2 separate regions of the Mus musculus genome follow, and region 1 is linked to region 2. The links are chromatin contacts, called in public promoter capture Hi-C maps. All regions are on one chromosome and are shown on one strand. The core of a region is the stretch at or near the end of the contact, and the rest is flanking DNA. Distances in the headings are between cores, read along the strand shown. Region 1 holds the start of Bbs1 (Bardet-Biedl syndrome 1 (human)). Region 2 holds the start of Cd248 (CD248 antigen, endosialin).

Evidence for each region. Promoter capture Hi-C pulls out the DNA fragments that hold promoters and counts their contacts.
Region 1: a contact with region 2 is called in a promoter capture Hi-C map of stem cell-derived epiblast-like cells, with 5 times the contacts expected there. The contact joins the promoter of Bbs1 here to the promoter of Cd248 in region 2. A contact is called at or near these places in 1 of 39 promoter capture datasets (stem cell-derived epiblast-like cells), 2 of 115 datasets of contacts at active chromatin or transcription factors (embryonic stem cells and pancreatic cancer cells) and 3 of 9 other capture datasets (adipose tissue, liver and pancreatic islet).

Annotation. Positions count from the first base shown.
Region 1 is chr19:4,903,313-4,908,531 of GRCm38.p6, forward strand. It overlaps Bbs1 (Bardet-Biedl syndrome 1 (human)), which reads right to left and starts at 3,315. Exons shown (of 17, transcript NM_001033128.3): 1 at 3,244-3,315; 2 at 2,830-2,906; 3 at 2,673-2,707; 4 at 390-662. The coding sequence starts at 3,290. Dpp3 (dipeptidylpeptidase 3) reads right to left here. Exons shown (of 18, transcript NM_133803.2): 18 at 3,917-4,485. The coding sequence ends at 4,310.
Region 2 is chr19:5,064,624-5,069,765 of GRCm38.p6, forward strand. It overlaps Cd248 (CD248 antigen, endosialin), which reads left to right and starts at 3,455. Exons shown (of 1, transcript NM_054042.2): 1 at 3,455-5,142. The coding sequence starts at 3,503.

The sequences.
Region 1 (5,219 bases), core at 2,065-4,564, 160 kb before region 2:
GCCTGGCACTCAACCCCAAGTCTGAGATCTTGCTTGGAATCCATCTCAGGACATGGTCACACCCATCATCCTCTTTATTGCTGTCTCTTATGTGTCCCTCTCTCCAGGGCCATCCCCACTCCCTCAGGTGAGCCTTTTCCCTCTCTGGTTCCTCTTTCTCCAATAGGTAGGAAGGGATGTAGTTCCTGCAGAGGGATCCGATGGCTTCTACTCTCCAGAGGACCTGGCTGGGTGCCGTCCTGGAAGGCACTGCTCAGGTCAGCACCTCACTGTTGTTCCAGAGCTGGGCTATGCCCACCTTCCACTACTGTGAGCCCACTCTCCTGAGAGTCTGGTCCTCCTCCTTCGGTGGCTGCTGTCTCTGAGTTCTTGTTTGCTATGTCACCTACCTCTTTGGCTTGGTTCCAAACGTCCTGTTCCAAAGGGTTTGGAGGTAACTGGGGCAGGCTGAACTTGAAGTAGGGTCTAAGGTTCTTATAAACATAGACACAAGGCCCTGAGGCGAGTGCCAGGGCAGGTGTCCTGGGCTCGTGTTGGTCCATGAGGAAGGTGGCAGCCGAGGCTGGCAGGGCAGGCAGTGGGCTCTCCGTCAGCACTGTGGGTCCTTTGAGCACCTTCAGGCGGGGCTGCTGCCCACCTGGGCCAAGGTCTCCCACCACCAGCTGCAGGCAGAAGAGACCATTCAGCATAAGGGCCGTCTCACTCACCCTTTCTGTCAGTGCTTACTAATCCATTCCCTCAGCAAAGTTACTTAGCTATTCTGAACTCAGGTTACTCTCTTGCAAAATGGGAATGCCTACCTCAGGACACCTGGAGGAAAACCAAATCCATCCTGAATTATAGGCCTGGCGAGTGCTCAGGGGCAGATGAAGGGTTTATCCATTCATTATTCATTCCTTTCCTTCTCCTGTGGTAGGGGATTGAACTTGGGACTTTGAACATAGCTGTAATGTTCTTCTCTATTATGAGGCTAAGATATATTTACTTTATATTTACATTGAAATGTTTTTTTTACTAAGGAAAATGTCCAATTATAAAGAACAGTAGAGAGAAAAGTATTATGGAATTCCACCGTAACATTAGCAGCCTCTATGGTCACCAGCCTCGTGATGATCTATGACCTCACTTCCCTGAGCTCTGTTTCCCTCCACACTCTAAATTACATATATGTATATGTGTGTGGGGACATCCATGCCGCAGCACGTGTGTGGAGACCAGAGGGCAACTTCCGGGAGTTGGTTCTTTCCTGCTATCCTGTTCATCCACGGGACTGCATTCAGGTCATCAAGCAAGCATCTTTACCTAATGATACTCCAGTGCCTATTCCCAGTCAAGATAGTTTCCCTTACACCAAAGAATCATATTCACCTCGGCAGCACATATACTAAATCGTGAATGATATAGAGAAGATTATTAACATGGTCTCTACTCAAAGATGACACACAGGAACTGGGCAAGCCTTTAATTCCAGCACATGGGAGGCAGAGGCAGGGAGAATTTCTGTGAGTTGGAGGCCATCCTGGGGCCTGGACTATGTATTGAGTTTCAGAACAGCCAAGACTACTACAGAGAAAAACTTTGACTAAAAAAAAAAAAAAAGAAAAGAAAAGGTTTGTGAATCATTTCCTATTTAAAGCCTATTATTTTGTATTATAAACTGAAAAGTTAAGCAATAATGATTAGACATAAAGAACTGGGACCTGCAGTGGGTAAAGGTGCGCACCACCATGTCTGATGACCTAACCTCAGTTGCTGGGACCTACATGACAGGAGAGAACCGACTCTCAAAGGTTGTCACCGGACCTCCACACTGCATGCATCCTTCCAACACTAGATAAATTCATTTTGATGCTGTGTTTTGGGATGCAGATTGCTCTGTTTGTTAGTTCGCTTTTGTTTTTTTGTTTTTGATGCAGTTTCACTAAGCAGACCTGGCTGGCCTTGGACTTCACAGGTCACCCTCAAACTCATGGATCGCCCTGTTTCTATTGCCCAAGTGCTGTGATTAGAGGCAGGCACTACCACTCCTGGCCCTCAAATTATTTTTTAGAAAATCATATGTCAGCAGGGCAGTGGTGAGGCATGCCTTTAATCCCAGCACTTGGGAAGCAGAGGTAGGCAGATTTCTGAGTTTGAGGCCAGCCTGGTCTACAGAGTGAGTTCCAGGATAGCCAGGGCTACACAGAGAAACCCTGTCTTGAAAAACAAACAAACAAAGACAAAAAAAAGAGAGAGAGAGAGAGAAAATCGTATGTCTTGGTACTATAAATCCACAACATCTTGCTGTTTAACCTCTGCAGATCATGTTATAAAATTAATGTTCACTTTCCAAATTACTAAGAAATTCTGGGGTTAGAGAGATGGCTCAGCAGTGAAGATCACTGGCTGTCCTTCCAGAGGATCCTGGTTCAAACTCCAGCACCTACACGGCAGCTCTCAACTGTCTGTAAATCCTGTTGCAAGGGATCTGAAACCTTACACAAGCACACACACAAGCAAAGCACCAACGCACACAAAATAAAAATACATCGTTAAAAGAAAGAAGTTGCAACGAAGTGTGCCTTTTTAGTACTGATGAGTTCCAGAGTATGTTGAGCCTCTTTGCAAATCTCACTTCTGAGTGTCACACACACACACACACACACACACCACTCAACTTTCTGATTGCCTACCTTGTACTCCCCATCGCCATGCAAATCTGCCAGTGCTAGAAAACACAAAAGGGTCGAAAAGGAGTCTCAGAATCTCAAAGATTTCTCCATGAAACCGTTCCCTGTTCCTCCCATCCTCCTAGAATCTGGGTGTCCCTAGATATGTCTAGAGACTCACACAGGCAGGAGGAGAAGGTGTGGATGTTGGCCATGGGGTCGTAGTGTGCGTCCAGCCATTTAGAATTGGCTTCGTTGCTGAGAGGGAAAAAAGATAGTTGGAAAGTGAGCCCCATGACGAAATAAATAAATAAATAAATAAATAAATAAATAAATAAAATCTCTAAGCGAGATGACGCCTGAAACAGAGCACGAACATCGAAAGGATAATACCAAGTCTAGATCTGAGCTCAATTGGCGCCCGGAGTGACCAGCCAATCACATACAGATACTTCTTGGCCATCAGCTTTCTTCTGATTTCTAAAGGGCCCTCCCAGAACTTCCACCGCTGCTCGAAAGCAAGAGCCCAGAACCCGCTACCAAGCACCATCTATTCATCTGAGGGAAAGGAAGCGGTGAGGATCCGGGACTTAACCTCTCAGCTCGCCCGCTGTCAGAATCCGATGAAGACGCCGCAGCCATTTTCCCAGGCGTCGCCTTGGCAACCAGCTCAGCCATCGCGCAACACCCAATAGAATCCGGGCATCCGAAAGCACAGGAACAAAGGTTCCGGGGTAAAATTGTCCCGGCTGGGACCAAATAAGCACTGGTTTCCTTGTCCTATGCAATGTTGACTTATGGTTTCTGCATTAAAGACAGGGGCCTGGGCTTTGAGGCCTGGGGAGGAGCGCTTTTTAGGGATTAAGACTAGACTGAGAAACAAATTAATGGGTGAGGATCTCATGTTAGTGTGTTACGGTTCTTTGGCTCCGGAAACATTTGAAAGTACAAGAGTGCTTGCTGCTCTTGCAGAGGACCCTGGACTGCTCAGCACCCACATGGCAGCTCACAATTCTGTAACCGTAGTTCCAGGGCATCTGATGGGGTCTTCTGGTCTCTGCTACCACCACCACACCCATGAAGAAAATGCACACGAACACACAAATCTTAAGAAATATGTCACAAAGAAGAGCTCCGGAACACGTTGTGAGTTTGTGCATTCCTTTGGAAATGATATTCAAAATCTTATTGTGGATTGGAAGCCTAAAGTGATGTAGTGTGCCCTCCCCTGGCTTTGAACTGGAAGAGAAAGAAACATACACTGCAGAGATGGTGGTCGTCATATTTATTTTTCTGGCTATAAAAGTAATACACGAAGAGCGCTGGATTTGGTGAGAATGCTTTGAGCCCTGGCTCTGTCACATGCCACCTGCCGGGTCTAGAACAGTCACTTCTCAGAATTGCCACCTTCCCATGTGGAAAACCGGACTAGGCACCCTGTTGAGCTCCGGCCATAGATGGCAGTGCAGATCCAGAAACTGAGGACATACGGTAAACTGCAAAGTGCTGACAAATGGAAGGGGTTCGCATCACCACCCTCAGCTGAGGTAGCACCAAAGTCCAAGCTCCTGCCCCTCCCTCCCCTGACTCCTAATCACACACAACTCAGAGCTACTGACAGCCCTGGTTTGACAAAGAGGGGAGAGACCACACAGATCTTCTCAAGCCTGGCCAGGTGGGGCCTCCTGGGCCTGGTTCCTCCAGAATCGGGCATCTGCTGCAGCCAGCTGGATAAGAACCTCCTCCAACTCGGGCCCATCCTCGGGAAACCGCTCACAGAAGGAGCGGATGAGACCAGCGGCTGAGGCCTCATACTCCACAAGTTGTACTTCTGAGCCTGGGGGATGGAGAGAAAACAGCAGCACAGAAAGATGTAGTTAGGGGCGGCGAGTTCTGAGCGAGCTCCGGCACAAACTGTCAATGTTCAGGATAGTTATCTAATTACCTACATCAGAATAACCCTGCCAGGAAGGCAGAATTACATGGGGGGAGACTTAGACTTAAATGAATTGCCACTTGACCTCATCCTTCCCTCAAGTCAAGATTTAAATCATGTCTGGCATGGTAGCACACACCATAATCCCAGCACTCAAGGAACTGGGGGAAAAGGATTATTAATTTTAAGGCTAGCCTAGGAAATCCTGGTCTCAACAAAGCCAACATAACCCCAACAATCACTAATAAAAATGACTGATAAAAGCACTCTGTCAGGGCTGGAGTGATAGCTCAGGGGGTTAGAGTACGAGTGGCTCTTGTTGAGGACTCTGGCTGCTCTTAGCCTGGCCTCCCGCACCCACACTGTGGCTCACAATCATCTGTAATTCCAGCCCCAGGGGATCCAATGCCCTCTTGTGGCTTCCAAGGGCACTGCATGCACATGGTACATACATACATGCAGGTAAAACACACATCAAATAAATAAATCCGAAATCAAATTTCAAGTGCTATGTTAGATCAAACAAGATAGTCAAGTTAGATCAAACTGCTTCATATGTCTAGATCGTGGGCAAGTTTCCCAGTTGCTCTCAGCCTCAGTGCCTTGTGGGTAAAGTGGGGCATGAGCACAGAACC
Region 2 (5,142 bases), core at 2,205-4,704:
ATGGGATGAAAGCTCAGTGTCTGGTGGGCCTAAGGCTTGACACAGACACTGCTAGAACAAACAGAAGGACCAAGGGAGAAAGGGAGGGGAGGGCTGGCTGAGCGTTAGAGACAGATCACATAGCAGGACTTTGCTTGCCTCTGAGTGAGACATGGCCAGAGAGGGTCGTGAACAGAGGTGGCTAGATCTGGCCAGGTCTGCTTTTTCTTTGTGTGTACGTGGGCAAGATTATTTTATTTTATCAGCGTTTTTGCCTGCATATACTGTATGCACTACATGTGTGCCCAGTGTATGGAAGGGGTCAGAAGAGGACATCAGAGTCCCTGGAACTGGAGTTCCAGATGGTTATGAGCCTCCGTGTGGGTAACAGGAGCCTAGCCCTGGCTCTTTGCAAGAGCAGCAAGTACTCTTGACCACTGAGACAGCTCTCCAGCCCTCTTGTTTTTTAACGGTTCTCCCCATAAGGGAGAAAAGGAGGAAGAGGAGTGGGGGGCAGGGTCCTAACTAGGAGATGGAGTGTGACCGCGGTGGACAGAAAGGCAAAGGTGGTGCTGTGAAGTGGTCACACTCTTGATCTAGTTTTGAAAACGATGCCAACAGGATTTGCTGAGATACTGGACCAGGGGTGTGGGAGAGAGAGAAGGATGAGCTCAAGCTTTGGCTCTGCTCCAGCTGAGGGATGATGGCCTCTGCTCTCCTGAGAAGGGGCGTCGCCCTGCATGCTTTGAGCATAAGACTTATGCTCAAAGGCAAGTGCTGTATAAACAGCAGTTCTCACAGCCTGGCTGTGTCTGCAGTGCCGACCTGGGCACTGTGAGGAAGTTAGTGAAAGCACCCGGGTCCCCACTGGCATCCAGATTTGCTCAGGAGACTACCAAACCTTGGTCCTGTACAAAACATATATGCAAACAGGGAGGGCTATAACACAATAGCGGGCTGAAGAGTCCGCACACATGTATCCCCATGTTGTGGAGGGGGACAATGGAAACCTGGCAAGGTCACCTACACCTATAATCTCAGTACTGCTGCACAGAGACCTACACAAAAGGGAAGAGGAGGCAGGAAAAGAGAAGAGAAAGGGAGGGAAGGGAAGTGGAAAGGATTGAAATAATGAAGAGGAGAAAGAAGCGTGTGCGTGCTCGTGTGTGCGTGCATGCGTGAGTGTGTATCCTAGCACTTGGGAAGCAGAGGCATTTGGATCTCTGTGAGCTCCAGACCAGCCAGAACTACATAGTGTAAACTACATAGTGTCTTTAAAAAGGGGTGGGGTGTATGGGGGTGGGACATGAACGAGGACTCAGAGAGCCTCGAACTCACACAGGTTAGTAGCAGAGTATCCAGGCCAGGACAGTGTTCCAAAGAACAAACCTTCTCTTTCACTTTCTCATCCATGGGTCATGAGATTTTTAGTGCTGGGAATTCAACCCAGGACCAGACATCACCCTACCACGAAGCCACATCCCCAGCTGGCTCAGAATCTGCGGAGAATATAAAGGATCGTGTGTTAATGCCAGACTCAGAGGTGATGGGAAGACCAGGACTTTAAGGTCATCCTGGACCACACAGTGAGCTCCAGCTTAGCCTGGGCAACATGTAAGACTTTGCCTCAAAAAATCAAAAACGGACAGGGCGTAGTGGTGCATGCCTTTAATCCCAGCACTCGGGAGGCAGAAGCAGGCGGATTTCTGAGTTCGAAGCCATCCTGGTCTACAGAGTGAGTTCCAGGACAGCCAAGGCTATACAGAGAAACCCTGTCTCGGAAAAATAAATAAATAAAAAACGGGCTGGAGTGATGCCTAAGCAGCGAAGAGTACTTCTTGCTCTTGCAGAGGACCCAAGTTTGGTTCCCAGCACCCACACGGTAGTTTAAAAATACCCGTAACTCCAGTTCCAGGGAATTTGATGCCCTCTTCTGACTTCTGAAGGTAACAGGCACACACACGGTACACACGCATACATGCAGGAAAAACACTCATAAACAGAAAGCAAAAATGTTTTTAAAAGTCGAAATAAAAACCAAGAGTAGCCGGGCACGATGGCACACTCGGGAGGCAGAGGCAGGCAGATTTCTGAATTCAAGGCCAGCCTGGTCTACAGAGTGAGTTCCAGGACAGCCAGGGCTACACAGAGAAACCCTGTCTCAGAAAACCAAAACAAACAAACAAACAAACAAAAAACCCCAAGGGTATAAAAGGATTACCTGGTGTTGGGTGACTGTAGTACCTGCTACTTAGAATCCAGGAGTTTGGAATAGCCTTGGCAACAGAGCAAACTCCATCTCTTAAAAATAAATAAATAAATAAATAAAGGTAAAAAGAGAATGCAGGGGTTAATCCTTCACACAGAATCCCAGGGCCACCCTGGGTGCCTGGCCCAGTGTGCAAACCTCCAGAGGCCTCCAGGAAGGGCTGGAAGAGGACCCTGGGAGTAAGGAGGACAATGTGATGCCTGTGTCACACTTACTATCCTGTTGTGTCCCCATGCCCATACATGGTCTTGCACAGGTCCCCTCATAGCAGCCGTGCTCACCCTGAGCAGAGCTCAGTCTCCACAGAGCCCAGAGTCATGCACCCTGCCTTCCTGCAGCAGAAGCCTGGAGAGGCATTTCCTGTTAGGGGGCAGCCTCCTCCCGCTCTAAGCCCAGGTTCCCAGGGCCCCTGACTGAGCCAGGGTAAGGAGAGAGCAGGCCTTGGCCTCCTCCCCCCTCCCTAACCCCTAATGCTGGTCCTGCTGGAGCCAAAAAAACTTGGGAGTGAGGTAGGCTGAGCGAAGGGCTCATCAAATACGTGTCTGGTTGAGGTGGTTCTCAAGGAGGTTATCAAGTTGATTCTCACGCAGGGCCCAGGCAGGAATGGGTGGGGCCTCATCGTTGAGACCGTTTAGCAGGCCACATCATCCTAGCTTATCCACCTAAGGGCATACACAGCATGTCAGGAGAGCTGCGTGTGTGAGGCTGGGGTTTGGCGGCCTTAGATAGGGTGTCAGAGAAGATGCTCTTGCCAGGCTTGGAAGGAGTCGTTCACATATGTGTGATGAGAAAGGGCTGGCCCGATCAAGTCGTTGAGCTCAGAATGCAGCCAGTATACTGATACTGGTGAATCCAGATCCCGGCTTTCGGGAGTCTCTCTGGAAGACAGCTTCACCCCAGCTGCCTTAGCTGCAAACAACGCTGAAGTTTCAGAGGGTTGACTGGGGATGCTTCTCAGACAGACAGGTTCCCTTTTCCCTGACTCTCAGCTCTGTAACGCCTGAGGTAGCCCGTTAGTTGTACCTCCCCCCTCCTCTGCCCTTCGCCTCTCACCCCAGAACCCCCCCCACCCCACTGCTTCCTGCTCCAGCAGCCCCCGGGGAGCTAGCAGGGGAGCTGGCAGCGGCCCCAGCCCACTCCTTACAAGGCGTGAGTCCGCCGGGCCCGCCCCCGGCCCTCCCGCCAGAGGCCTTGATCCCTCCCCCTGTCAAGAGCAGCGGCAGGCCCGAGCCGGGCCAGTCGGGGGGCGTCGCGATGCTGCTGCGCCTGCTGCTGGCCTGGGTGGCCGCGGTGCCCGCACTGGGCCAGGTCCCCTGGACGCCGGAGCCTCGAGCCGCGTGCGGCCCCAGCAGCTGCTACGCGCTCTTTCCCCGGCGCCGCACATTCCTGGAAGCTTGGCGGGCGTGCCGCGAATTGGGGGGCAACCTGGCCACACCGCGGACCCCAGAGGAGGCCCAGCGTGTGGACAGCCTGGTGGGGGTCGGGCCGGCCAACGGGCTGCTATGGATTGGGTTGCAGCGGCAGGCTAGGCAATGCCAGCCGCAGCGCCCACTGCGGGGCTTCATATGGACCACGGGAGACCAGGACACCGCCTTCACCAACTGGGCCCAGCCGGCTACGGAAGGACCCTGCCCAGCCCAGCGCTGTGCAGCCCTTGAGGCCAGCGGAGAGCATCGCTGGCTCGAAGGCTCGTGCACACTGGCTGTCGATGGCTACCTCTGCCAGTTTGGTTTTGAGGGTGCCTGCCCTGCCTTGCCGCTTGAGGTGGGTCAGGCCGGTCCCGCTGTCTACACCACACCCTTCAACCTGGTTTCCAGCGAGTTCGAATGGCTGCCCTTTGGCTCCGTGGCAGCTGTGCAGTGCCAAGCTGGCAGGGGAGCTTCTCTGCTGTGCGTGAAACAGCCTTCAGGTGGCGTGGGCTGGTCCCAGACTGGCCCGCTGTGCCCAGGGACTGGCTGTGGTCCTGACAATGGGGGTTGCGAACATGAGTGTGTGGAAGAGGTGGACGGTGCTGTGTCCTGCCGCTGCAGTGAAGGCTTCCGTCTAGCAGCAGATGGGCACAGTTGTGAAGACCCCTGTGCCCAGGCCCCCTGTGAGCAGCAGTGTGAACCTGGAGGGCCACAAGGCTATAGCTGCCACTGTCGCCTTGGCTTCCGGCCAGCTGAGGATGATCCACACCGCTGCGTGGACACGGATGAGTGCCAGATTGCTGGTGTGTGCCAGCAGATGTGTGTCAACTATGTTGGTGGCTTTGAGTGTTACTGCAGCGAGGGTCACGAGCTTGAGGCAGATGGTATCAGCTGTAGCCCTGCAGGAGCCATGGGTGCCCAGGCTTCCCAGGATCTCAGAGATGAGTTGCTGGATGATGGAGAAGAAGGGGAGGATGAAGAGGAGCCCTGGGAGGACTTTGATGGCACCTGGACAGAGGAACAGGGGATCCTATGGCTGGCACCTACACATCCACCTGACTTTGGCCTGCCCTATAGGCCCAACTTCCCACAGGATGGAGAGCCTCAGAGATTGCACCTGGAGCCTACCTGGCCACCCCCACTTAGTGCCCCCAGGGGCCCCTACCACTCCTCAGTGGTGTCTGCCACACGGCCCATGGTGATCTCTGCCACTCGACCCACACTACCTTCTGCCCACAAGACCTCTGTTATTTCAGCTACACGCCCACCCCTGAGCCCTGTCCACCCACCTGCCATGGCCCCTGCCACACCTCCAGCTGTGTTCTCTGAGCACCAGATCCCCAAAATCAAGGCCAATTATCCAGACCTGCCTTTTGGCCACAAGCCTGGGATAACCTCGGCCACTCACCCAGCACGGTCTCCTCCGTACCAGCCCCCCATTATCTCAACCAACTATCCCCAAGTCTTCCCTCCCCACCAGGCCCC